Linked DNA regions of Danio rerio: region 2 is linked to region 1. Evidence: chromatin contacts called from public HiChIP or PLAC-seq data. All regions are on one chromosome and are shown on one strand. Each heading gives the region's core, a stretch centred on a gene start, on an enhancer-like site or on the middle of the called end of the contact. The rest is flanking DNA. Distances are from core to core; before and after follow the strand shown.

Region 1 (5,724 bases), core at 548-3,047:
TTATTTATCGTTCTTTTATAGCGATAACAATATTTTGTACGGCTGGGTGATTTGGCCTAAAATCTAAATCTCGATTAATTGAACATTTTAATTTGAATAATAATGAACGATTATTTCATCTATTTTAAGTTTTTGCCATCATAGTTTACAAGTTACATATAGTGACAGGTTTTGTACAGTAATGTATAGTTGTAACAGTTGTGAAGTGTAGTTAAAGTTTTTTTGAGAGGTGCGGGTGTATGTAAAGGCTGTGCTGGATCATATTGCATGCGTTTGGCAGAAGCATAATATCATAATATTATAATAATTATGTATAATAATATAATAATAAGTATAAATCAGCTCACCTTAACAGAATGGGGTCATGGTGACTCCACACACGGGCCGCTAGGGAAAGTATATGAAAAAATTGACCTGGCAAAATTAGAGTTCTGAATTATAGTTTCTGAATGTCGATTTCGATTGCTTTTCGATTAATCGCCCAGCCCTAATATTTCGCTACTAGTTGTTAATGCTTCCATATTTAAAAGAGTACACAAACAATTACTGAAGCCACAAAAAATAAAGGGTCCATTTAAAGGAAACACTTTCAGCCGATAAAGTTTTGGTGGCTGTAAAAACTTGGTACATATTCGGTACAATATCAACACACTTTTAAATTCCTATTGTTGCACATTTCTGCTGTGTGATTGGCTCTTAGATCAATTTATAGTAAAAAAAAAAAAAGTCCAGAGCTTATGATTGTTATTGGCAGAAGTTGTATCGTGATTCAATATAATAACGTTTATCAGCCTGGCCCTACCTACAGTACATTTCCGATGGCTGAAAGGTGAATAAATAAACAGCTAAAATTTATTTTTGGGTAGCTTAACCAAATAAAGATTTTTCAGCTATATTTCCCAATGTTATTGACCTCATATTGTGCATCCATTTTTTTTAAACATGCCTGATCATGATGAATTATTAAGCCAGGATACAAATGAACATTGTAAAACATCTTTACACATAATTATTTGCTTATTCCACAGGCCAATAGGAGCATATTACGGCATGCATATGGTAACTCTTTGCCTCTAACCAGATGAGACAGTGACTACATATACAAGACATTTGTTTTCATATTGAGTAGCTAAGCCAAATCTGACCTTAATAAAGCAAAAACTATATATTAGGTATCGTTTAGATGAAAAAAGAACTACACTAAACAAACACTTCAATTTGGTCAGACTTTGAAATTGTCAGGTAATACACAATATGACAAGTCAATCATTAATCTATACTTATGGCGACCCACAAAATAACCGCATATTTGAGTGTAAGCTTTACTCATGCAAGACTTGATAATAATACAGAAGTCTACGAACTACAAAATGAACTGAAAGTACCGGACTGTGTTTACAACAACACTCCTTCACAACACTAGCTGCCTGTTGCCGCTGTCACAGATCTAGCTGCTCGTTTCATTTGACGTAAGCTTAACGACACTAACGTATTTTAATAACAGCCTCGACGGATTTTAACATGTTAACGCAGAGTTTCAAATCGGCCCGATCTCCATCTCTAATATGCTGCCATTTCATCGCGCGCACAGAGGTCGGACTGCAGACATTTTGACGGCGGTTTGTCCCACAGTGCCCCGCGGATGAAAAGTATACGTACCGCATGTGTCGTCAGTGCGACGCTGGCTGCGGGTTCGAGCCGCTCATGACGTGTTTGTCAAACTTTACTGTGGTGCTGCGGCTAGCATACGAGGCTAGCGAGCTACATTCCATCTGCAGCTGCGCAGTGATGCATTCTGGGATCGCAGCGGACCCGCTCAAACGAGACTCAAGTGGCTGGTGGAGTTTGCTTGTTTTTAAGTATATTTTAAGCATTTTGTAGCGTTAATAATTTACAAGGTATATTCTGTCAACATTATTCGATGCATTAGCTAACATGAACTGTTGCAGAATTTATTCTTAGTTACCATGTTTAAACTTAACTGAAACCCTTGATCTTAATACATATATGAGCAATTCCAGCGTTATGGATGTGACATTTGCTGTAAAAACTCAAAACATAAATTCACATGGAAAGTATGTTAACATTATATTGAAACATCCCTTTATATTTTCCAAAACAACTAATCAGAGTTAATGGATCAGAAAAATCAATCTGTAAACATGTTTTTTTATTTTAAATAAGGAAAAAAAACATGCATTATGGATGTGACCAAAAAAAAAAGTCTGTGAGTTTACAGTATACAACACTTTGTAGAAATTCCGTGAATTAAACTGCACAACCCAAAAGAAACAATGCTAATCGAAAGGATAAGAGTCAGCTCTCTATAAAACAAACATGATTGATTTTATTTTATTTGACAATTTTGCATTTAAGAAGGAAAAGCTTCATTATGGATGTGACGGGTGTAAAAAAATTTTCTTGTGTGACTTTTTTCTCTCTCTCTCTCTCTCTCTCTCTCTCTCTCTCTCTCTCTCTATATATATATATATATATATATATATATATATATATATATATATAGTTGAAGTCAGAACTATTAGCCCCCCTGAATTATTAGCGCTCCTGTTTATTTTTTCCCCCAATTTCTGTTTAATGGAGGGAAGATTGTTTCTGCACATTTCTAATCATAATAGTTTTAAAAAAACGTATTTCTAATAGCAGATTAATTTTCTCTTTGTCATGATGACAGTACATAATATTTTACTTGATATTTTTCAAGACACTTCTATACAGCTTAAAGTGACATTTAAATGCTTAACTAGGTTAATTAACTAGTCAGGTTAGGGTAATTAGGCAAGTTATTGTATAACAGTTGTTTGTTCTGTAGATTATCGAAAAAAATGAGCTTAAACGGGGTTAAAAAATTTTCTCCCAAAAATGGTTTTTAAAAATTAATAACTGCTTTTATTGTAGCTGAATTAAAACAAATAAGACTTTCTCCAGAAGAAAAAAAATTATCAGACATACTGTGAACATTTCATTGCTCTGTTAAACATCATTTGGGAAATATTTAAAAAAAAGAAAATAAAAATCAAAAGGGGGCTAATAATTCTGACTTCAACTGTATATGAATTTATGAATATATATATATATATATATATATATATATATATATATATATATATATATATATAGAGAGAGAGAGAGAGAGAGAGAGAGAGAGATATGAATTTATTTTATGTATATATATATATATATATATATATATATATATATATATATATATATATATATATATATATATATATATATATATATAGTTGAAGTCAGAATTATTAAACACTCTGAATTATAAGCTCCCCTGTTTATTTTTTCTCCATTTTCTGTTATCTTTGCCATGATGACAGTAAATAATATTTGACTGGATATTTTTCAAGACACTTCTATACAGCTTAAAGTGACATTTAAAGGCTTAACTAGGTTAATTAGTGTAACTTGGTAGGTTAGGGTAATTAGGCCATTTATTGTATAAGGATGGTTTGTTCTGTAGACGATCAGAAAAAAAAATGTAGCTTAAAGGGGCTAATAATTTTGACCTTAAAATGGCATTTTAAAAAAACTGCTTTTACTCTAGCCGAAATAAAACAAATAAGACTTTCTTCAGAAGAAAAAATATTATCAGACATACTGTAAAAATTTCCTTGCTCTGTTAAACATCATTTGGCAAATATTTAAAATAGAAAAAATAAATTCAAAGGGAAGGTGAATATTTCGGACTTCAACTGTGTGTGTGTATGTATGTATATATATATATATATATATATATATATATATATATATATATATATATATATATATATATATTTTATATATATTTATATATATATTTATATATTTATATATATATATTTATATATTTATATATATATATATATATATATATATATATATATATATATATATATATATATATATATTTATATATATATATATATATATATATATTTATATATATATATATATATTTATATATATATATATATATATATATTTATATATATATATATATATATATATATATATATTTATATATATATATATATATATATATATATATATATATATATATATATATATTTATAAATATATATATATATATATATATATATATATATATATATATATATATATATATATATAAATGCATCCTCTGATTGCTGCTTTGGATGGATGTGTATGTAATTGACTTCCGTTTAAAGAAGAATTGAAAAAAATATATGGTACAAATAATGGTAAAAAAAAATTTTATCAACTCTTTATTTAACACCTATTTAACATATTAAGAGGTTGAATAATCAATGTACGGAGATGATGGCAAGTTTATTTTTTATATATTTATTTTTATTATCTCCCCCTCTCTTTAATACAAATACTAAAAGAAAAGGTTTCTCTTAACTAATATTTTTTAATGAACGAAAAACATAATCTTGACTCTTATACAATTACTATAGTTTACTATCACTAGTTTTTATTATTATTATTAATAATAATAATAATTAATAAAAAATAACCAATTAAACAATTAATTAATTAATTGGAGAAATAAATCCATAGGAAATAATTCAGAATATTTTATATTGATTGTTGTGAAAACAAATCTGTTCTAAATCTGGCTGTAATGCAACCCAACAATTGTACATTGGTTCGTTTTATTACACGGTTCTTAAGTAAAACACCACTAGAGGGAGGCATTACGACCCAGAAACAAAAGAAGATTCCTTCAGAGAAAATGGCTGAGGCAGTGGAAATCTCTACAGTTCTGTGAAAAAAACACTCTTTTTTAGCTGTACAGATGATACCTTATGCTAAAAGTTGTTATAATTTATCCTGTCACTCCAACCTCGGTTTATAGGTAACCGTAATACAACACATATTTAACTTGCTTACTTCATATCATTAATTCATTTTCTTTTCGGCTTAGATGCCTTTATTAGTCAGGGGTCGCCACAGCGGAATAAACCGCCAACTCATCCAGCACATGTTTTATGCAGCGGATGCCCTTCCAGCCACAACCCATCTCTGGGAAACATCCATTCACACTCATACACCACGGACAATTTAGCCTTCCCGATTCACCTGTAGCGCGTGTCTTTGGACTGTGGGGGAAACTGGAGCACTCGGAGGAAACCCATGCGAACACAGGGAGAACATGCAAACTCCACACAGAAACGCCAACCGACCCAGCCGAGGCTCGAACCAGCGACCTTCTCGCTGTGAGGCGACGGCACTACCTACTGCGACAGTGCTGTCACCTGTTTACTTCATATGTTACATCACTCCCTATGCCATGCATCATATACTGCATATTTTCAGTTTTAAACTTAAACCGAACTATGCCGAGCTCAGAGAGATATATACCATGGTTACATTTCTAGTTTAAAGTGAACAAATGAAAAGACCCTCACAACAAAACAAAAGCCAAGTGATAATGGTACTTTATTATTACTATTATTATTACCATTAGTGTTACACAACAATGATTTTAACAGCTTATATACAAATAATCATCTCCACCCCCAAAAAATGAACCCAATGACCAGGCTGAGTTGCTCATGCTACTCTAAAATGTGGAAATTGTAATATCCTGCCTTTCCTGTGACATTCGTATTCCTTCAGCCAGATTTATATCAAAACATCGACCCCACCCATTCATCATAACACATGACAAATATGGCATTCATAGTGAAGAAAATATGCAGTTATTCTTGAATAAGGCATAAA
Region 2 (5,640 bases), core at 2,699-5,198, 110 kb before region 1:
ATGGGTGTTTTGAGCTGAAACTTCACAGAAACATTCTGCAGACACCAAAACTTGTGTAAAATCTTTAAAAAGGAGCAAAATAGGTGCTATTTAACAAAACAAAACCATTATTCACTAATAATCATATTATACAAGAAACTACAAATCTTGCACCTTAGAAAAATACTACATCAAATCATTCCAATTTACTGTGCTCTCTAAAAGATAGATCCTTTGGAAACTGATACTGATACAGTATGTTCTCCCATCTGTGCTCATGCTACGATCTTACAGTACAGCGTAAGTGCAGAGTGGCTGTGCAAAGCACAGAGAGGGACATGAAAGCTCTGATCTAGCGAAGGGCAGCCTGATCTCTATTTATTTACTCATCTCAGGAAAAGGAGAGTGCAGCTGTCTGTTTCACTGCGGCTACACAGAAACAGAACAGGAGGAAGAGCCAGCTGCACATTAGCACACCAGATAAACATCTTCAACACAAGGGAGAGATGCGGTGACAATTTCTCAACAGCTGTGTACAGAACAGAGTGCTTCTGTGTCTGAGAGCAAAGCACCTAAAGAAACATACAGCACACAGCCAGAGTCAAAAGCTAGCTCTCTCCATCTTGTATGGGGCTGTTTGTTTTTCCAAACGTGTCGTTATGCTCTCTCTCTCTGCTTGCCAAAGACTCACGCCTCGTCTGTCATTAAAAGTTCGCTGTCCTTTACTGCCTGGCAACTGAAATATAGAGATTAATACTACCCTTCAGTTCACCTACTTCAAGATCCCACCCAAGGCTTTTTTTTTTTAAAGCTACAGATTGAGTCTTATGTATGTTGTGTTTATGTGATGGAGGACAGCTAGTAAGTGCTGTGCTACCAAGTTCCACACAGAGAGTCACCGGTTCGATCCCAACTCAGAGCGAGTTGGGTGGTGTAGGACCGGGCGGGGTTACATTGGTGCCGTGACCTGGATAGGAGTGAAGCTGCCTTTCCACTGCACACGACATTTGGGCACGACTGTCGGAATACGTCCCCTTGTGGCAGTCACACAGAATATTCAGTTTTGTTGTGCACTACGGGAGAGCTTGCAGTGTCTGAAATAAAGGGGTGCAAAAGCAAGAGCTTTTATTCTCCATGCGTTCACCATGGCTGAATGAATAAATACTAGAATCTCCTTGACCGCAAAAATTTTGGAGGGAATGTGGACAACATAAAAAATATATATTCATGTATGAAATGTTTATATATATATATATATATATATATATATATATATATATATATATATATATATATATATATATATATATATATAGACTTAATTCTAATAAAAAAAACAAAAAAACAAATAAAACTAGTATTTCTTATATTGAGCGCACGGACCTGCTTGGGCAATACTAGAAAATATCACATCTGGTCAGCCAGTTACATACGGTCACACGAGTTCAAATATTTCAACGTATCCACAATTCAAATCGGGTCCGAATTTTCCGCATACAGAGATGATCAAAACTCCACGCAGCTCCCAGACTACTCTCCATCCTCAGACCTCTTAGAATCTTACAAATTATATTACATATGTTAATATAATTTTTATATATATATATATATATATATATATATATATATATATATATATATATATATATATATATATATATATATATATATATATATATATATATATTAGGATTTTTGCAGCCAATAACAAGTACTGATTCCTTGTCATGTTGATCGGCCGATACGGAGTACCGATTCTGATGCTTTAAGCTTCATAATGGATAAAGAACATTTTCCCTCTAAGTATAAATCTTAAGTGGAGATCGCTCCTTTCCTAAAATAACTAATTAAGGATGTTTCATAAAATTCCTTAAACATGTCTCTTATAACTATTTGGTGTAAACATGTCATGGGCAGAAGCAGCTTTACAGGAAAAAATGGATAAAAAGATAAGTAAAAAGGCCTAAATACATGCAAGGCCATTCCAATATTTTGCTTTCCAACTAGCACGTCTGTGACCGCAGCTCCTATGCTCTTGACAGCCTCACAGCAGCTCGATCGCTTGATAAGAGGGACAGTGATGTGCACTAGGCCTATATCTTTATTTTGCTATTCATCTAACCTAACAAATATAAAGCTTAAAACATTACAGCGCCTTGCGCAATCTGTTCTCTTACTAATTCACTCTCATCTTCATGATTTCTGGGGTATTTTATTTACTTCAAAACACCTGCAATCAGTTCATGAGATTGGCCAGATTAGCGAGTATAGACATAAAATAGAGTCATAAAATGTGATTATCAGCCAATACCAATCTTCAGCCAATCGATTGGAGCATCCCCAATATTTTTAAAAAGTAATTTTGTGATAGGAAGGCTGAATTTTTAAAGAAAGTTTAAGAGTAAACAGTCAGCAAAATAATAACTTTTAATTTTAAAAAAATAAAATGGTAAAATACCAAATAATTTATACTATCCACTTTTATGGTGTTTTGTAATCATTTATAATGCTAAACATTCATTAACTGTTGTGTGAAGAATAAAAGGTCTCTGATTTAGTTGTAATTTCTTCCACGTGTCAAACATAAATTAGCAAGAGCATCACTTTTCGTTAGAAAGCCTATTTAACATCGCATGGTACTCACTTTGGGAGGTCTGAGGTCGCGTTTGTGTCTTCATGGTCCCCCTCCTCATCTGAGCTGCTAGCTGTGGCATCTGAGTCCAGAGACTCCAGCAGTCCTTGCAGAACAGCATGACCACTGTGAGCTACATTCTGCACATCTCTAAGTTTCAGAGGTTGCTTATGTGTTTGAGTGAACTGGAAGTTTCTTCTGAGAGCCTGATCTATCTTTGCAGTCTCAAAAAGAGGGTCTGATGTCATTGAGAATTTGGGGGAGCAGCGTGCTTCAAGAAGTTTCTTCTTCAAACCATCCAGTTGTTGGCTGTAGTGCCTAGAAGCATGTTCACCAAGCACTGCCAACACCCTCTGTTGTAAACGACCGGCTCGATTCGCCAATGAAACATGCTGGGAGAGATGCCACAATGACTGAATCATCAACCCTTCCTCCATTTCCCCCATAGCACCAACCCGTGTATGGTTTAAAGCATTGTTCTTCCTACATTGTGATTGCTCTGAGGAAAGTGGTTTAGTGCTAACTGGCCAATGTTTTGATGAACAACCATGCCTTTGAGTGCTAGTAGGTTCTACATAATCTTGTCCATTGTCTTGAAGAATGGGCATGAAACACATCTGTGGAGCACCTGCTGGAGAACCCGGTGAGTTCTTGTTTAAAGAGAGGAGGCTGAGCAGTGGTTCTGGGCTTGACAGCAGAAAACCTTTGGGATGCGAGTCCTGAAACAAAGGCGAGAGCTGAGGAGAACCTTTAGATGCCAGGAGGTCCAGGTGAACCAATGAAGGAGAGTGCTGCCACATCTTCTGCGCAAAGCTATTCTCCACATCCACACTGCCCGTACTCTCACTACTTTTAAGTGACTCAAAGCAGTGGATGAAATCAATGAAGGTTTTGATCTGATGACTGAATGAGAGCAGGAGTAATTCCCCTTTTCCTGTCCTGGGACTGTTGATGAATCTTATAACATCATCCGAAACTGTTTAATTGATCATTCTGGTCGGCTAAAAGACATCGTCTGTTACAACAGATAATTATGGTAGCCTTTACAACAAAATAGAGAATAACGGCAAATATTTAAACGGTTAAACTAACGCTTCACTTTTCGCGATTAGCGCAGTATGAAAATAACGGAAAGATTGGAATAACGGAAAGCTCACCTTTTAACAGTCCCATATTCCTGCAACTAACAGACAGACCACATATAGACGATCATCCATGAATGATCCATAAAAGTACTCCTCAATAATTATTTTGAGATCGGAAATAGACTAATCCAGTCCGATATGCTCCTTCACACAGCTGAACAACCGCCACTGTAGCGCAGAGAAAGAGAGAGCGAGAGAAAGAGGGAGCGTGTGTGTGTGTGTGTGTGCGTTTATGTACATCGTTGGTTACTTTTTATTGAGCGCATAAATATGAAAACTATTGAGTTTTTTATTAACTCATCTAACTTTATTTGGATCTGTAGATAGGTATTTCACAATGATAGTTATCGACCTTTATTTGTGTGCGGCAATGAAAACAACTGAGATCGTCTTGACATGCAGGATATGTGTGGCATATTTGTGCTCATTTAAGCTATTGGTGAGAAAATCCTTATTACATGTGCTGATGATAAACACAATTGAGTTGAAGATTGTTTTCGTGATCTTAAAACAAAAGAGCTCAGAATTCCACCACAGCCACAGCTACATCACATTTTTCGACCAGTTTGGTCAAAGGAGCAGGATTTCTGAAAATCTGCTCTTATGTTTGTTTTTTCTTTCTAACTGAGAGCGTGTCTAGGCTTGAAACGCAGAGCTTGTTGAACGCTTCAGCTGTTCTGTGCTCTGAGCAGAGATTGTAATATGCATTCAGTCCACCAGGTGGTATGAGGTGCCGTGTAGGATTTAAATCAAACTTTGCTTACCAACACATACATAAAACACGTGTATATACACCTATAAATTACTCGCATATACACCTATACCACTGGAAGTTCAAAACAACATGGATGAAACTTGTGTATATACATATAAACTTGACGCATGAATACACCCACATACACACGCGCATAAATATAAACTCGATCCTCACATTAACACTCACATTAACACACTTGCATGTACATATAAACTTGATCTATGCATATACACCCATAAACCCTCACATAAGAATATAAACTTGATGTGTGCATAAACACCCAAATGACACTTGTGCAAACATACAAAATAAAATTCTCAAACATACAGTTAGTTGTGTATCTACATATATGCAAGTGATTTCATATGTGTGTATGCATGAATTATCACAGTAAAAGGAAGTTATTTCACTTTAAAAGGAAGTAGTTTAATTTCAACGTAAAAGTCCTTTGAGTGTTATGAACAAGATTATTATTTGTCATGAATCAGGTTATTGCAAACCTTAAGAAACAGAAATAATGTGATTAACAGAGGAATTACATATGTTGAATTATGAAAATAGATTATGCTAATTCTAAAAAAATAAATAAAAAGATAATGCTAAGGAATGCTCCTGCAAAATTAAAGGTTTATTATGCAATTAAATTATTGAAAATGTTATTATGGTTTAATAAATATAAGGTTGCTTAAGTAATCATTTTGAATAGAATATGTTTGTCTAATATTAGTTGATACACACTTATGTCCAGTAGGGGGCAGGAATGCACTTAAGTGGGTTTTCCTGTCACCAATAAACAGGCTAATGCACCAAAATGCTGGATGCCAGCTGCTGTAAAAATATTAGTAGGCTAGTTATTAAACACAAAAGGAGTGTCCAGATAATACATATAGCTTTTCCGTGGGGGTTAACTTGACCAACATGATGAGCAGAGACTTTTAATCAGCGGGGTTTTTTTTTTTTTTTTTTTTTTTTTTTTATATGCTGAATAATTAACAATCAAAATGATACCAAAATCTTGCAATTTTGACACCCACATTGTAAAAACATATAAAAAGCAGAATATTTATAAAAATGTAAAAAACAAAACAAGAAGACTATAGGCTACATTAACATTTGCAATAGAAAAG

Evidence for each region. HiChIP or PLAC-seq counts read pairs in DNA pulled down with a chosen protein or histone mark.
Region 2: a contact with region 1 is called in an H3K4me3 HiChIP or PLAC-seq map of gastrula embryo, with 3 times the contacts expected there. The contact joins the promoter of kansl1l here to the promoter of znf148 in region 1. A contact is called at or near these places in 2 of 4 datasets of contacts at active chromatin or transcription factors (embryo and gastrula embryo).

Annotation. Positions count from the first base shown.
Region 1 is chr9:40,333,797-40,339,520 of GRCz12tu, reverse strand. znf148 (zinc finger protein 148) reads right to left here and starts at 1,797. Exons shown (of 7, transcript NM_001080180.2): 1 at 1,660-1,797. snx4 (sorting nexin 4) reads right to left here. Exons shown (of 14, transcript NM_001014346.1): 14 at 5,422-5,724.
Region 2 is chr9:40,448,325-40,453,964 of GRCz12tu, reverse strand. It overlaps kansl1l (KAT8 regulatory NSL complex subunit 1-like), which reads right to left and starts at 3,948. Exons shown (of 15, transcript XM_684784.10): 1 at 2,624-3,948. The coding sequence starts at 3,411.